Linked DNA regions of Mus musculus: region 1 is linked to region 2. The links are chromatin contacts, called in public HiCAR-type maps. All regions are on one chromosome and are shown on one strand. Each heading gives the region's core, a stretch centred on a gene start, on an enhancer-like site or on the middle of the called end of the contact. The rest is flanking DNA. Distances are from core to core; before and after follow the strand shown. Region 1 overlaps 4930546K05Rik (RIKEN cDNA 4930546K05 gene). Region 2 overlaps Ubash3b (ubiquitin associated and SH3 domain containing, B).

Region 1 (7,594 bases), core at 1,878-4,377, 1.2 Mb before region 2:
AGAATGAGAACAGTTTTTATGCTTTAGTTTGGAAAATGTTTTATTGAAATAATGGTAATTGAAAAAGTAAAATCAAAATATACTGTCAATGACAAAGCATATGTATTTGTTTATATCAAATCTTCTCTTCATTTTTGGAAGACTGATTTAAAATAACATTTGCCTCTGAGATGGACTAACTCACTGGGGAAGAGGAAAGATTTACAGATAGTCTTTTAAGCTGAATTTAATGAATAACCTATTCAAACCATTAGATGGAAAATACAAACTGGGGGCAGTGGCTCACATCTGTGATAGACTGGGGGAGCAGGAGTTATTACCTTGGGCTGCACAAGGCCCTATTTCAGAAAATAAAAGTTAAAAGAAGGAAGACAAAAAGAAAATATTACATTCATGAACAACTCAAGGGTTTAGACAGACTGAGGGAAAACTTGGTAGTCTGAACAAAGCTAAACTCAAACTTATTTTTTATTCGTTTAGTTATCTTTTATTAACAGATTTCTCTCTCTGGTCATAACTCACTCACCCTATTTTTAGGTATGGTCTGAATTGCAAGGACACACATCAGTTGCACAGCTGGAGCAAACAGCTGGGAAGCCTGTCTGGGGAGACATCTGCCTGAGGTGGCTGGTGAGCCAAGAATGAGGAGTGGTCACACTTTGCAGCCCAGGCACCTCCTGAGAATGACAGCCCTCCAGTCAGATCTATCCTGAGAGGAACCTAGTGCCTGCCACAGTCCCTTGCAATGTAAGTTGATGAAGTTGATTTCACAGTCCCTGATCCCTGTAGCCACACTTTGTAACTGTCTTCTCTCCTTTGGCTTGTGGTCCTTCTCTCACCAAGGCATAGACCTGTTTCTCCACCTCTTGACTCTGGGTGGGACTGTGAACTAGATCTAGCCAATCAGATGAATAATGGTGATTCTCCCTCTCTCCCTCTCTCCCTCTCTCCCTCTCTCCCTCTCTCCCTCTCTCCCTCTCTCCCTCTCTCCCTCTCTCCCTCTCTCCCTCTCTCCCTCTCTCCTGCTTTGGGCCGGGGCTGACCCATTAGGGCCTGATGCTCTAGACATTTGACCGAGCCGTTTTACTTGACCTGTCATAAGGTCAGATGTATGAGAGAGACTAGATGTCTATCTATTCCATACCTCAATGCATGCTGTTTTCTGATGCTGTGCTTCATGGATATATCTGAAATGGCATTTTCCCAGTCTGGGTATCAGTCCATCCCTTCTTCCCTGTCCCCTCTTCCTGCCCTGTCTCTAGTGCTGCTACTGATGCCTCTTCTTGTCTGTTGCTATGTTGTTGGTTTTTCCCCTCCTTGTCCCATCCGTCTGTAAGATTTCCACCCCAGGTCTTTGGGAGTCTTCTTTTCTTTATGAAGACTCTGTGTCACGCCTGACTTGTGCTAATAACATTTGTATGCCTTTCTCCTGGGCATCCATTTTATTCAAGTTAATTCTGAGCCCTAGGGGTGGGGAGAGGAAAGCTTGGCTTCCTCTACATGATCCCTTTCAGTCCCTGTGGTAAGCTCCGCGTATTCAAAAACACCCATTTCGTACCACTTCATTAATTTGTAGTCTCTGACCTCAAGGGATGCACAGTCCTGGTTGGGGGTGGGGGTGGAGGCAGACAGAACCTAAGATGTGAGCCAACCATTATCCAGAGGTGAGAGAAGAAACTCAGCTGAGTCTCAATGAGTGGCAAAGCTTACTAGAAATGACCTCTAAGTTGTTTTCAAGGACAAATGAAAGTTTGGGGGTGGGGCCGAGGCAAAGAAATTGGAAGGGGTTTCCAGGCAAAGGGTCTGAGATAAGGGGAGACATAGGTCAACGAGTGATAGACACACAGTGACATTTTCCCTCTTTTCTCTCACTCCCAGCCCTACCTGGCTTCACACCCTCACAGCCTCCTGCTTCTATGGATCCCACGTGCTCTTACATGGTCTGTCAGCAGTCTCTTCTTGTCTGGCTGCTCAGAGTAGCCCCAGCCCTGCATTACACCCCCCCTGCACTTTAACAGGATCCTGCCACAGTGCCTCTGCACCTCAGAGTCTGAGGAGTGCTTCATTATTGCACCAATGTTAGAGGGAAGGCCGGTAACCTTCCCGGCCCTGTGGCCCTTTTAATAGTAAATTTCATGAGCTGTGAATTTGCAAAAAGGCATGTTCTCTGCCCTGACACTTTGAGCTATCTTCTCATACAGCTCTTCTTGACAGCATGTCTTAGGGAGCTAATTAGGCTATGGTGTGGGGCTGGTTCTTTGACTCATTTCTACTGAGCACCTAAGAGCAGAATCTCCCCCCAGCACTCTGTAACCTAGTATAGGGTCGAAGGGTCGAAGGCTTACCATGAACAACCAGCTAAAGGTTTCAAGCCTCACTTTGCTCCTGGCTAAGAAGAAGGATGGGGGAGGGGCATCCCTGAGCTTCAGTGTTCTCATTACAAAATGAGATTGAAGGTCCATTGTTAAGGATTAGAGACCATAGGTGTGCTACATGTGACAGGTGTGCTATGGGGACAAAGCCAGAATTATACAGTAGGCACTACTTAAGAAATGACATAGAACCACCCTGATGGTGCAGAAAAGGGGTGGCATATGTGAAGGGATCAGAGCAGACTGTATTCAGACAGAGCTAGCACTGGAAAAGGCGGCTGAGCACTAAACAGAAAACTGTACACAGAGCTTTGTAGGCAAAGGAAGTTAAATACATAAACAAATTCTCATAGACAAGCTTGCATATGGCATATTTGGGAGACCAAGCACTCATCTGTCCCCCCTACACACACACACACACACACACACACACACACACACACACAAACACACCCCTACACCGCCATCCAGTTTGTGAATTTGGGGGGGAGGGTAGGGTGGGAACATTCTTTTTAAAAAAAAAAACAGAGCTCTCAAAAACATTTTTTTTTTTTTACATTGACTAGGTTGCCTTTGCTGTAAAGATGAAAATGATGGGAAATAAATTTTTCCAGAAGATCTGGTCCATATGCTGCTGCCCGCCATGGCTGGAGTCTCGGATTCAACCATTGTGTTGGCTGCCTGCTGCCCAGACTGAGTGGGGTGAACTCAGGACAGAGCCTTGCTTTGGCATGAATACCTCTGCCTTCTCTTGCTGACACATTCCCTCCACCACTCAAGAATGCACAGAGCCCTTGCCAGGTTGAGAATGCCTGACTGTGACAGCAGCGTTTGCAAAGTAAAGAGCCTATTTATGAAGATAATGGCAGTGCCCAGACCAGGCCCACCGTGGGAGAATCTTGGCTCGTAATTAGCAAGAACAGTGCATTTTAATGAGGATGCCTGGTAGGCAGTCGGCTCCTGCCTGGACTGCCAACAAATCTGGGCCAGAGGGAGTGTTGGCAGTGAGGACAAGGAGCAGGTGAGGGGAACAACATAGAAGAAAATGTGCTCATCTTTCGGAAACTTGAAAGCTTTAGGATGGTTTCATTTCCCCATTACCCTGGCTGTCGTCCCTTGGGCTGTTTCTCTGGAAGCAAACAGCTTGGAGAAGATATATCAGATCTGGTAACTAGCAATCCCAAACATTGCTGGAGTGAACAGCAAAGGCCTAGGGGCCTTGGGGTGGAGGCTCAGAAATGTGGGCATTTTATTTTTCCTGAAAGGCAATTAGGCCATTGCTATGAAGCCTGTGGAGAAACTGGAATCTCAAAGCTTTCTGAAGAGAACAGCTATGGCTTTTGAAGCTGTGAGCCCTGGTGGAGGTGATCATTATTACCAAGGTTAGCTTAAGTCAGAGCCTTTGAGCTTTGTTGCTGGAGGCTGACAGACTACCGCTGAGGGGTATGACCTAAGGAAAATGGGACTTCTCAGCCTCTCTGTTGTTTCAGAGTTCTGGCTCAGGGAGAATGGGCTTCCCATTGAACAGGGTGAATGTTCATGCATAGGTGATTATAGCAATTCCAAGATAGGTGAAGGGACTGTGATATGCCGAATCCTGGGTACCACGAGCGTCTTAGTCAGTGTTCTATTACTGTAAAGAGACACCATGACCATGGCAGCTCTTACAAAAGAAAGCATTTAATGAAGGCTGGCTAACAGTTTCAGAAGTTTAGTCCATTGTTGTCACGATGGGGAGCATGGAGGCATGCAGGTAGACATGGTGCTGCAGATGCAGTTGAAAATTTTACTTCTGGACCCACAGGAAACAGGAAGAGAGAGATGGAAAACAGGAAGAGAGAGACAGGAAACAGGAAGAGAGACACACACTAGGCCTTGCTTGAGTTTTGAAACCTCAAAAGCCAACCCTAGAAACATACTTCCTCCAACAAGGCCACACCTCCTAAACCTTCTCAAGTAGTGCCACTTCCTGATGACTAAGCGTTCAAATACATGAGCCTGTAGGAGCCATTCTTATTCAAACCACCACAGCAAGAATTCTCAGGTCAGACGGATGAAGGCTATCTTGTTATATCTGATATATAAGGGACAATCATAGAAGCCCTTAACGAAAAACGAAAGGGATACTTATAATTACAGGTATCGAGTTGGGTGGTGAACTCAATTCAGATAGACCACGGCAGTGGGTTCAGTTCAATGTTTGCAGGCAATTTGAAAAAGCAGAGGTGATCTTTAGAAGTATTAATAAAAACCACTATCAAAGTAAATTAATGAAATGTGTCAGATGCTGAAGAATGACTCAGGTGTTAAAAGCACTGGCTGCACCTTCAGAGGACCTGGGTTCAAGTCTCAGCACTCACATGGTGACTCACAACAATCTATAGCTCTGGGAAATCATCTCACATTGTCTTCTGGCCTCTGTGGGCCCGAGGCATGGACATGGTACACAGACACATATTCAGGCAGAACATCTATACATATTTAATAATTAATAGCAGCAATAATAATTTTAAAACATAGGGAATGCTAGTTATCTCCTCATGTCTATTGTGTTCAGTTTTTCATAGCAGCAGAATAACAAAAGCAATAACAAATCAGAATAAATGCATTTGTTACCTGCTGCTGCTGTGACAAACCACACAAAGTTAGTGTCTTAAATCAACACAATTTACTGCTTTATACTTTGAGAAGCTGGAAATAAACAAGGGTCTTCTGGAGGCTAGAGGAGACCCTCTGTGTTCTTGCTTTGTCTAGAGGCCACCTTCCTCTTTGGCTACTACCCTCTCCCCCATCTTCAAAACCAGTAACAAAGCATCTTCAGCCATTCTCTCACCTCTCTCCTTTATCCCTTTCTGAAGGACCCTCACACATGCATTGCCCCCCCCCCCCAGATAAAGCAGGGTAAATCCCTTCTCTTGAAATACCTAATTTAACCTCATCTGGAAAGTATCTTTGTCATGACCTTCAGGGACAAGATAATGAACATCTTTGTGGAGTCCTACTATGTCCACCATAAAAAAAAAAAAAAAGAATTTTTCAGCCTCACTTGCAGCTAGACTTGACATATGTGACTAAGCTCTGGAGGTGGATGTGAGCTCTGAAAGCTGTCAGGATAAAAATAAAACCACGGTGTCTATCCTGAAAGGAAGAATGGAAGAAGAAAGAAATAGTCCCAAAGATTAGACAGAGGTACAAACTTGCACCTGCAACCTCTACACTCTGCAGGGACACCTGCTCATTGGTTGATTGCACTGTGGAGCCAAGAACCATGTTTGTTGAAAGCATCATAGGTAGGTAGTTGTCTTAGTTTGGGCTTTATTGCTGTGAAGAGACACCATGAGCAAGGCAACTTTCATAGGGGAGAACCTTTAATTGGGCTGGCTTACAGCTTCAGAGGTTCAGTCCATTATCATTATGGCAGAAAGCATGGCAGTGTCCAGGCAGACATGGTGCTGGAGAAGGAGCTGAGTGTTCTACATCTTGATGCAAAGGCAGCCAGAAGGAAACTCTCTTCTACAGACAGCCAGGAGGAACCTCTCTTTCCATACTGGATAGAACTTGAGCATAGAGATCTCAAAGACCCCTCACTCACACAGTGACACACTTACTACGCAAAAGCCACTCCAATAACGCCACACCTCCTAATAGTGCCACTTCCATTGAGTCAACCACATTCAAACTACTGTAAAGCTTACCGGGGACCCCCTGAATTAACCATGCAGAATCGATGCAAAAAGCAAGAGGAATTTATTGTTCTAGTGCACTGGGGTTATCCCAGGCCCTAAGGAAAGGCTGCCACCCCCAGAGGCCTGTTTGGAGAGTTTTTATTTGTTTTCCAGGGGCGGAATAGAGCATCAGCATATCACAATATGATTTGGTGGAACAGTGCGCCCTTTAAACTGATTGGTCTTTAGGGAATGAGGAAGTAGGGGCTTACTCAGCCTCTCCCTTCTGGTCTCCGTGCTCTCTACCTGTCTCTTCCAGGAGCGGAGGAGTCCAGTGGAATTTTGGAAAATTCCAAAGCTCTGAGCTGACCTCTTTGCTACCACAGCAGTCTAGGGCACTTCTTTCTCCTTCCACAAGTATGCACAGAGCTTGCTAACTCAAGTGGATTCTCACTGTTCTGTGTTTCCAAGCACACCCTTGCCCTGGAGCATCTCGATAATGGCATAACTACTTCCCTTCTTAGTCCTGTTCTTAGAGGAAGCGATTGCTGTCTTGGAGAAGTGGAACCATGAGTCTTTGGAACCTGGCAGCTGAGGCCAATTCTTGGGTGTTGATCAACAACAGAAGTGTGTGCCTTTATAATTCTTGGGCCAATGCCAGCTACAAACTTAGACTTCTCTTAAACTTCTGTTCAAGGAAAGAACCAACTTCCATCTACCTCACTAAAGCTATGTAGGCAGAGTTTTAACTCATCAAAGAGCACATTCTATGCTCAGGAAATAGAATTGACAGAAACTTCCAGACTGAAAACTAACTCTCTCTCTCTCTCTCATTCTCTCTCTCTCTCTCTCTCTCTCTCTCTCTCTCTCTCTCTCTCTCTCTCTCTCTTGTTCATTGGTGTGTATTTTGTTTTCTTGTATGTCTTTGTGAAGGTGTTACATCCCCAGAGTTATAGGTAGTTGTACACTACCATGTAGGAGCTGGGAATTGAACCCAGGTCCTCTAGAAGAACAGCCAGTGCTCTTAACCACTAAGCCATCTATCTCTCCAGCCCATGACAGAAACTCTCAGACAAGAAGTGTCTAACAAAAACTCTTATATCTGTGTGTTTAAAATAAAGAAATAAGGGGTAAAGCCAAGGAAAACTGGGTAACTTTATAAGTGCTAAGTGACCATAGAGTAGCATTAATCTTTATAAAACACTTTTAGCCTGATAGTCCAGGGTCTGGATTGGTCAGGTCACAACTGAAATATTTCATTTGCTTCCCTGGACTCGGATTGGACATTAAAAAAAAAAAAAAAACGTATGTCAGGCTTTCTGTGGAAGAATGAAGGGATTTGAAACTACTTTAGACCTAGGATGGCAAAGGCACCAAGGGCATCAGAGGGCCTGTGGATACTTATGGAGAACCCACCAGGTGTAAAGCCCACTGAGAACTAAAGGAGAGAAAATCCTTGCCCTCAAAGGAAATAAGTAGCAGGAAGCATTTATATACATGTAAATTTACGTTAATTTATGTAAATGTATACAAGGTAACTCCCAGACAGCTTCCAGA
Region 2 (7,473 bases), core at 2,960-5,459:
GAGAACAAACAGGCTGAAAGATAAAGTCAGGACCAAGGCAAGACCGAAGCCCTAGGAAGCTGGCCTATCTGGAGTCTTCTTTTTGCCTGTATTTTCCATCAGCCACATCTCACACACACCTCTTCAGGTGAGGCAGCTGTCTTCTTTCCCTTCAAACAGAAATTCTAGTACAAATTCAATAATCACAGTGTTCTTATTTTTAAAAGAGGTTCACTTAGGCAAGTGTCCATCCCATTAGGCTGTAACCTGGGGGGGTGGGGGGGGTGGGGGGGCGGGGGTGGAGAGAGCGGTTGGTTGTCTTGTTTATGACTGTGGCTCTGGACAGAGAACACAGAAGAAATAAGCTCTGACTTGCCATGACAGCCCATGGTTTCTTCTCTGAATGTCACAGATATGTGCTGTGCCCCCACCAAAAGATAAAACAAGATTTTTTTTTTTGACTGAATAATCAGCTAGGTGTGGTGGCACATGCCTTGAGAAATAGAAGCTGAATGATCAAGATTTCAGGGCCATCCTTAGCTACATAATGAGTTCAAGGCCAGACTGGATTACGTGAGACCCTACCTCAAAAACCTTGGATATTCCTTCCCATTGCGCACAAATTTAATGTGAGGAGTCATTGGTCTGCTTTTTAAACTCGATATATGCAATTGGAGGTTAACTGGTGGTACAGCTGCCTTCCTCTAGTCTGACCCTAACCCTGAGGTCAGCTGTGCTCTGAAGATACAGTATTATACAGTAAGATATTAGCAGGGCAGGAAGTGGGTATGTTCACATAACTTCTGTTATAGTATATTGTTAAAAAGAAAAGGTTCTATTTTATTTATTATTGGTGTTGGTCTTACTGTGTCTAGTTTATAAATTAAACATTGTCATTGGTGTGTAAATATAGGGAAAAACCATATACAGGGTTTGATATTATCCAAATTTTAGGCATCCATGAGGAATCTAGGCTGGCTCTCCGTGGTTAAGGCAGTACCATGCATACTTCAATCCTCTTCTCCCATGCTATTAGCCAGCAATCTCTAATCATGGGGTAGGGGTGCTCACTGTTGGCCAAATCCTGCTCATCAATTTGAATGCTTAGCCTGACAGGTTCTATCTGTTTGGGGTTGTTTGTTACGTTTTGGAAGGTTTTATATTTCTGCCTGCATGTCCTGGAAACACCTGAGTACCTGTGTCAGTACAGAAGTTAAGGCATTAACTCGAGGTCTTCTGTTTTCCCTCCTCTGATGCGTTTACTTTCAGATCCCATACCTAGGCTTCTGTTCCTGCGAAGAATTGGGAGAAACTGGAATATGGCAACTGACAGACCCGCCCATCCTTCCCCTTACCCATGGCCCCACTGGGGGCTTCAACTGGAGAGAGACCCTCCTGCAAGAATAAGCTGCCTGAGAGCTGGGAAGAACTGGCCTTTTGCAGATGAGTCCTCAGGATGCCCTGTAGCAGTGGGAAAGCCCACGCTGCATTCAAAGCAGACAGCTCAGAATCATTTAGCATATTTCTTTTCATGCTTAGGGGACGGTGAGATTGTGAGAGAAAGTCGTGATTCAGAGGGGAAATTAAAAAAAAAAAAAAAACAATCCATCTCTCTGGACTTGCCTAGCTACCAAGGCTTTGGAGAAGTGTCTTCCTAGGCTGAGCACCTGATGCAGCAGAAACTACCATCCTCCTTCAGGCTATGCATGGCTAAAGAGCCTCATTCTTCTCCCAGAGAGCTGCTCCCTCCCGGAGAGGCATGCAAGAGGAAGGACTGTGTCTGGAATCCAACTGGGGAGAGGATAGTCTTTTTGTACTCCATTTGCAAGTTAGGGAAAGCCACACTGAGGAGTGCTTTGATGGTTGTTAGGGACCGTAAGAATAGTCCTGTGTCAGACAGCAGATTCTACCCTCAGCAGACTCCATTCACTGCCGCTGTGAGGCACCCACTTGAGGTCTCCCGACATTCACCCTGGTACCACACCACTTGATCTCCAGAGCAATCTGGCCCTTCATGCTTCTATCTGTGAAATGGGGAGAACAGCCCTTTGCACGTTGAGATACTCAGGAGGGATCAAGAGAACGAGTGATGTGTGTTGAATGGGAGGTGGAGCTACTTGCAGAATTTTAACCAAGTTGAAATTACCCCTGTGATGGCCGGATGAACTGTGAAGTCCCCAAGCCTGCCTGAATCAGGACGTGTCTTTCCACCCAGACTCTAGACTGTGTTAAGCAGTTAAGGAGATTGACATTTGAAAGGATGTTATGTTGGATTCACTATTTGGATCAGCAAAAAACAAAAACAGAAAACAAAAACACAAAAAGAAAAAAAAAAACCTCCAGTGCAATACAGATATTTTTAGAAACTATACCGAGGGTCGTGTTGTTGGTCACATACAGGCCATGTCCACTGTAGCAGAATGTCCATAGGTTAGCCCATTTTAGGTTGTCCAGGAAGCCCAGGGACTAACGTGAATGGTGACAGTCACAACTGCACTGCTTCTTTTGCTGCCCTCTTTGCTTTTCTATGGTAATTTAGAACAGACGGGAGGGAGGACCACTTGAAGGAAGCTGGAGAGTCAGAGCCTATCTGTGGGCTCTCACTGCACCTACTTCCTGTACTTAGAGAGAGTGTGTGTATTTAAAAGAAGAATAAATGACAATCAAACCAAAACATCCCATATCCATGTCGATTTAATTGTGTATCCCGATAGCCATCAGGGCCACAGACAGTAGCCCAGTTCGAGATAGTTCGTTGTGTAGCGTGTGTGTGCAAATTGAAACCCTGGCCACTGAGAAGGAACACGGATGTAAAACAAATGTGTCGTTGAAGCATCACATTGTATGTGCCTGTATGTGCATGTATGTCTTAGTCTTAGGTGTTCAGGTAAATGCATCACTTTGATTGGGCTGTATTCCATTGTCCTTAATCCAATATAGACAGCGTCCTGGGCAACTGTCTACAGAGCCAGGGAGGGCACAATCTGAAGTAACTTTCTGAAGAACTTAAGTGGATAACAGAAAAGTTTAATTCTCCAAATTGCTTATCGAAATGGCTGCGTGATCTGAATCCAGTTAACATCTTGTTGGACACTGGTCTATAAAAAGAATTAAAGGTTGGGTCCAGTTGAGCAGTCTTGGGAGTCACACTGAATCTGTGTGTAGAGAGATATCTGGATAGTCAGACTTCATATGCATACAGAATGTCTCTGCTGGCAGTAGACCCTGAGTTGAGGCTAGCTCTGCTGGCAGTAGACCCTGAGTTGAGGCTAGCTCTTTTCAATCTGCAGCTCATGCTAGCTCAGATGGGTTAGGGACAGAGCAGGAAAAAAATAATAATTTTTTCATCACGTGACTCCCCCAACACCCTTTTTTTTTTTTTTTCCTTTTTTCTTTTTGGAAAGCATTGGAAAGCCATCTGAAATATTTCAGGGGAGATGAAATTAGTGGAAGGGTTTAATACGCGATTACAAGTCCAAACAGTGTCCTACTTCACCAAGTGTGAAAATGCTTTAGTATTACTCCCAGGTAGGACTTTGTCCCTGTGATTTCTGGGTGTCTGACTGGAACAATTGGTGCGTGTTAATACACACACTGAGGCTGCCCTTTTCCCAGGCTCTTCTCACTGCTGCTTGGCTGTGAGGGGCCCTTTGGTTCACCCTGGGGTCCCAGTAACATTCAGATGACAGTGTCTCTTTCCCTTTGCATTGAGATTCATGCAGCCTGAATGGCTCATTACGTGGCCATCTGATGGCTGAAAGAGGGTTTTTTTTTTTTACCGTGTGATGAAAGGCTTGGGAGGCTTTTTATTTTAATTATACTTTAACCAAAGAGTTGTTTTAAAGTAACCTTATATTTGAAAGATGATTTTGCAAATAAAGAAATAAAAATAAAAATAGAAGAAGTATGCCTTCTGGAGCCCTGTGGGCTTGGTAAATCGCTGATGATTGCTTCCTCGCCAGTTCTGTTTGGAGTCCGTGTAGGTGGGATCCTGCTGTGTGTAGCACTGGCCTGGACATCTCCTTTCCACTCTACATGTTTCCCTGTGAAAATGCACTCTTACTTCAGTTATCTGATGTCATGGGGAACACAGTGGCAACAGGAAGAGAAGGTCCTAGCTCACTGCCTTTGTAGAAAACTTCGTTTCTGTGCTCCAAGAACAGAATTCCCCTGTTACCTAGGCGCTGGGTTTCATTTCAAAGCAGTGGTGAATTGCTCTTTTGAATCTACTCTCAGTATATGTGTGTGTTAGAATACAGATGAGCCTCCCACTAAGTTTCACAGGCATCGGCACAGTCAACTGTACCAAATCTGCACAAAGTTGGATAATGAGACTCCTGGAGATTTGCATTTAAATTGTCTAATCCGGCACATGCACGTGAGGAGGAGAAAAAGGGGGGTCTAGTCTGATGAGCCTGTGCTGTCGGCGGGCAAGGGACAACCTGACTTAATGTCTACTTAGGAGCTGTTCATGTTACAAAGGTGATGGGGGTGGGGCTGTGTGGTGCTTTTCATCGTTAAACACGTCTAGAATTGGATTGGCTTTTATAACTCTTCATCACTGGTTGCTGGGAGGGTGACTGTAGGCACTGCCTCTCGATGCAGAAGAAATAGCTGGGCTGTTACATACATATAGTATTAGGTTTGCTGTGTGTAGGTTAAAGATTTAGAGTCATTAGTAGTCAGACAATATACAGTCAGTCCTCACAGATATTTGCCTGCTGCTCCCTAGCCACTGTTCCTTGCACAGAAATTTTGCAGCTGTTCAACTATTCATGGAACCCTGTATGTGATACATGTTTTAAACGGAAACAATGTATACTGGTTCTTTGGTTGCCACTAAGATAAAAACAACATCCCAGAGCCTTTGACTCCTGCGTACACCACACTGAACCAGCTGTGTTAGGAAGGCATGTTAGTCTCTTTCTCACGCGTGAGACTTTTGTGTCTCTTTTTTGCTATATGATTTGGGTGTATTTATTTGGGGGAAAAAAAGTTTGTAATTATAAGACTAGAAAACCACACCTAGTTGGTCTGCCAAGTTCCTTGTACACTCCCCATGCTGTTCGTGCTTCCATGGCCGGGAAGCTGATCTTCCGAATAGAGCTATGGCAGCTTTGTGATCAGTTCATATCCACTGACATGATATGGTTCAGAGATGACTTAATAAAAAGAAACTGTGCCCTCAGTTGCCCCAGCACAACTACAGATTTAAGTCCTGAGTGTGGTCTCTTCCTGTTGTGTCTTCGCATGGTACTGTAAAGTGATCAATGTGACTGCGTGGGTGTCCATTAAGGGTATGACTCTTCCAACAGAGAGTCAGAGGGATGCTAGCTGCTGATGGAAAGGCGAGGAAATGCTTGCAGCCCTGTGCATCTTGGGTATTTCTGGTGAGGCATCCCGATTAAGAAGTGAGAGCCCAGTAGTCCTGGGCAAAGTGCACTCTTCAATGCCTTCGGTTCAACCTAGGCAAACCGTGGGCCACCCTATACCTTTCAGTCAATGGATTCTAGGTTCAGAGCTAAGGCTCCTGGGACAAATACAAATTAACAAGAGAAAAGTAGACAAGTTTAAAAGTTGTACAGCATGGAAAACTTCACAAAGAAATCGCCTTACAATCCTCAGTACACAATGAGACCTAAACACATACATGTATATAATTGCTTATTGGTATTTGAGACAGAGACTCACATAGCTAGCCTTGAACTAGTTAAACCACTGAAACTGGCTGTAAATCCCTGATCCCCTGTCTCCGTGCCCCAAAGCTGGGATTGTAGGCACACACCACCACACAGGGCTAAAGCCTAAATGTTTTAATGCTAAATTTGAGGGCAAGTGAATAATGCTAAATTTGAGGGCAAGTGGGTGGTTGTAAAGAAATATGGTAGAGCAACGAATATGATTTTTGTGTAAGGATCTGCCTGGCACTCGTATCACCTGCTCGGTTTCTCCACAGTGTCTCTTTATCATCAGAGACACGAAGGCCTCCTTTTCCCAGTTGTTGGAATAGCATCTCCTATGAGAGGGTTCTCCTCTGCTTAGGAAAGAACAGGGCAGGTATTAGAAGTGACCTTCCCGCTGTCACTTGCAAACTCCTTTGTTTTATAATCCTCAGTTATACCAAAGTGACATATTTGAGGGGGGCAGTTCTGAACCCCATTGGTATCATCATTCCCCACCAATGACCATTTCAAGAAGGTTTGGTGTGTCAGGCATCATCTATCAAGCAAGAATATGAAAGGCATGGGGGGGGGTGGAGAAGGAAGAGGGGGCACAAATGGAGCCCAAGCTACATTCTACACTCACAGGCTCCATTTCTGAACTCTGTGTTAAGCTAATAAGATTTTAAATAAACGCTGATGAAAGCAAATTTGTGCCCTGGACATGAATATAGATTTCCATCCTCACAGCCATCCATGGCCCTGGCAGGATCCGCTTCCTGAGGAAATGTGACAGCCAGTGCTTGGAGTCTGCACAAAAGACCAGGTTATGTTTAGCCTTCTGGCTGGTTCTCAGCTGTTCTCTGCTTCAAAGATCCCTAGACTTATTTTGCCCTTTTGTGTTGTTGCAAAAGGTGGCTACACATCCAGAAAGGAAAAACAACAACAACAACAAAAAAAAATCAGCCAGCGTGCTTTGCATCTGCTTAAGCTGACCTCAGCAAAATGCGCTGCTTCTCCTGTTTGTGTGGGTTGGTTTCGTTGTTTTATTCTTGTGTCAGGACCCTCCCCGCACCGAAAACATCTTCCTCTCGAAGAAAAAGAATATTGCATTTTCAAGAAATACACATGTGGACCCCAGATGACTTGCTTCTGGCTAGGAAAATATGTCCTGGCTTGGTCAGCTTTTGGTTGTCCTTGTGTTCTTTGGGCTGTCCAGGTCAATGAGTCGGCAGGGGAAAGGCCAGGCTGTAGTAAGGATGATGCTTCCAGGGACCAAAGCTGGGTATGGCACTGGCTCAGGCTGGTTGCTGCACACCTTCAACTCACCTCACCTGAGAATGAGCACAGGAATGGTCCTTTTTCCTCCCTTATGTCTTATTCTTTTTAAATTTTTTCCTTCTTTTCTTTTGCCAGCACATTTTAAACAACCAAATTGGAAGCCAGGAGGTGGTGGCTCACGCCTTTAATCCTAACACTTGGAAGGCAGAGGCGGGCAGATCTCTAAATGTTCAAGGCCAGCCTGGTCTACAGAGTGAGTTCCAGGACTTCCAAGGTGACACAGAGAAAATCTGTCCCCTCTACCATCACCACCAAAAAATTAAAAAGGAAAAAAATTTTAAAAATAATCAAATGGGGAAAGGGATATAAAATACACTAATAATATCAAAATGTACCATACGAATACATAGATAACTGCTTTTCTTTTTTTTTTAATTTTTTTAAGACGAAACTTATTTTAGCGGGCTGTCTTGGAACTCACTCTGTAGACCAAGCTGGCCTTGGAACTTACAGAGATCTATCTGCCTGCCTCTGCCTCCCATGTGCTGGGATT

What was found. HiCAR-type assays count read pairs that join an accessible place to other places.
Region 1: a contact with region 2 is called in a HiCAR-type map of astrocytes, with 3 times the contacts expected there. The contact joins two enhancer-like sites. A contact is called at or near these places in 4 of 39 promoter capture datasets (the 3T3-L1 cell line, liver and maxillary cranial neural crest), 1 of 115 datasets of contacts at active chromatin or transcription factors (astrocytes) and 1 of 9 other capture datasets (macrophages).

The regions. Positions count from the first base shown.
Region 1 is chr9:42,179,279-42,186,872 of GRCm38.p6, reverse strand. 4930546K05Rik (RIKEN cDNA 4930546K05 gene) reads left to right here. Exons shown (of 7, transcript NR_040754.1): 6 at 538-747; 7 at 2,939-4,635. Among named protein-coding and RNA genes, the nearest start is that of Gm36390, 8.8 kb to the left of the region's middle. Within about 2 kb of position 3,127, at least 79 of the 459 cell types and tissues checked have an H3K27ac peak or open chromatin away from gene starts, as enhancers often do. A contact at or near this core is called in astrocytes, where this site is marked.
Region 2 is chr9:41,008,812-41,016,284 of GRCm38.p6, reverse strand. It overlaps Ubash3b (ubiquitin associated and SH3 domain containing, B), which reads left to right. Exons shown (of 14, transcript NM_176860.6): 14 at 1,249-2,659. The coding sequence ends at 1,386. Among named protein-coding and RNA genes, the nearest start is that of Crtam, 7.9 kb to the right of the region's middle. Within about 2 kb of position 4,209, at least 34 of the 459 cell types and tissues checked have an H3K27ac peak or open chromatin away from gene starts, as enhancers often do. A contact at or near this core is called in astrocytes, where this site is marked.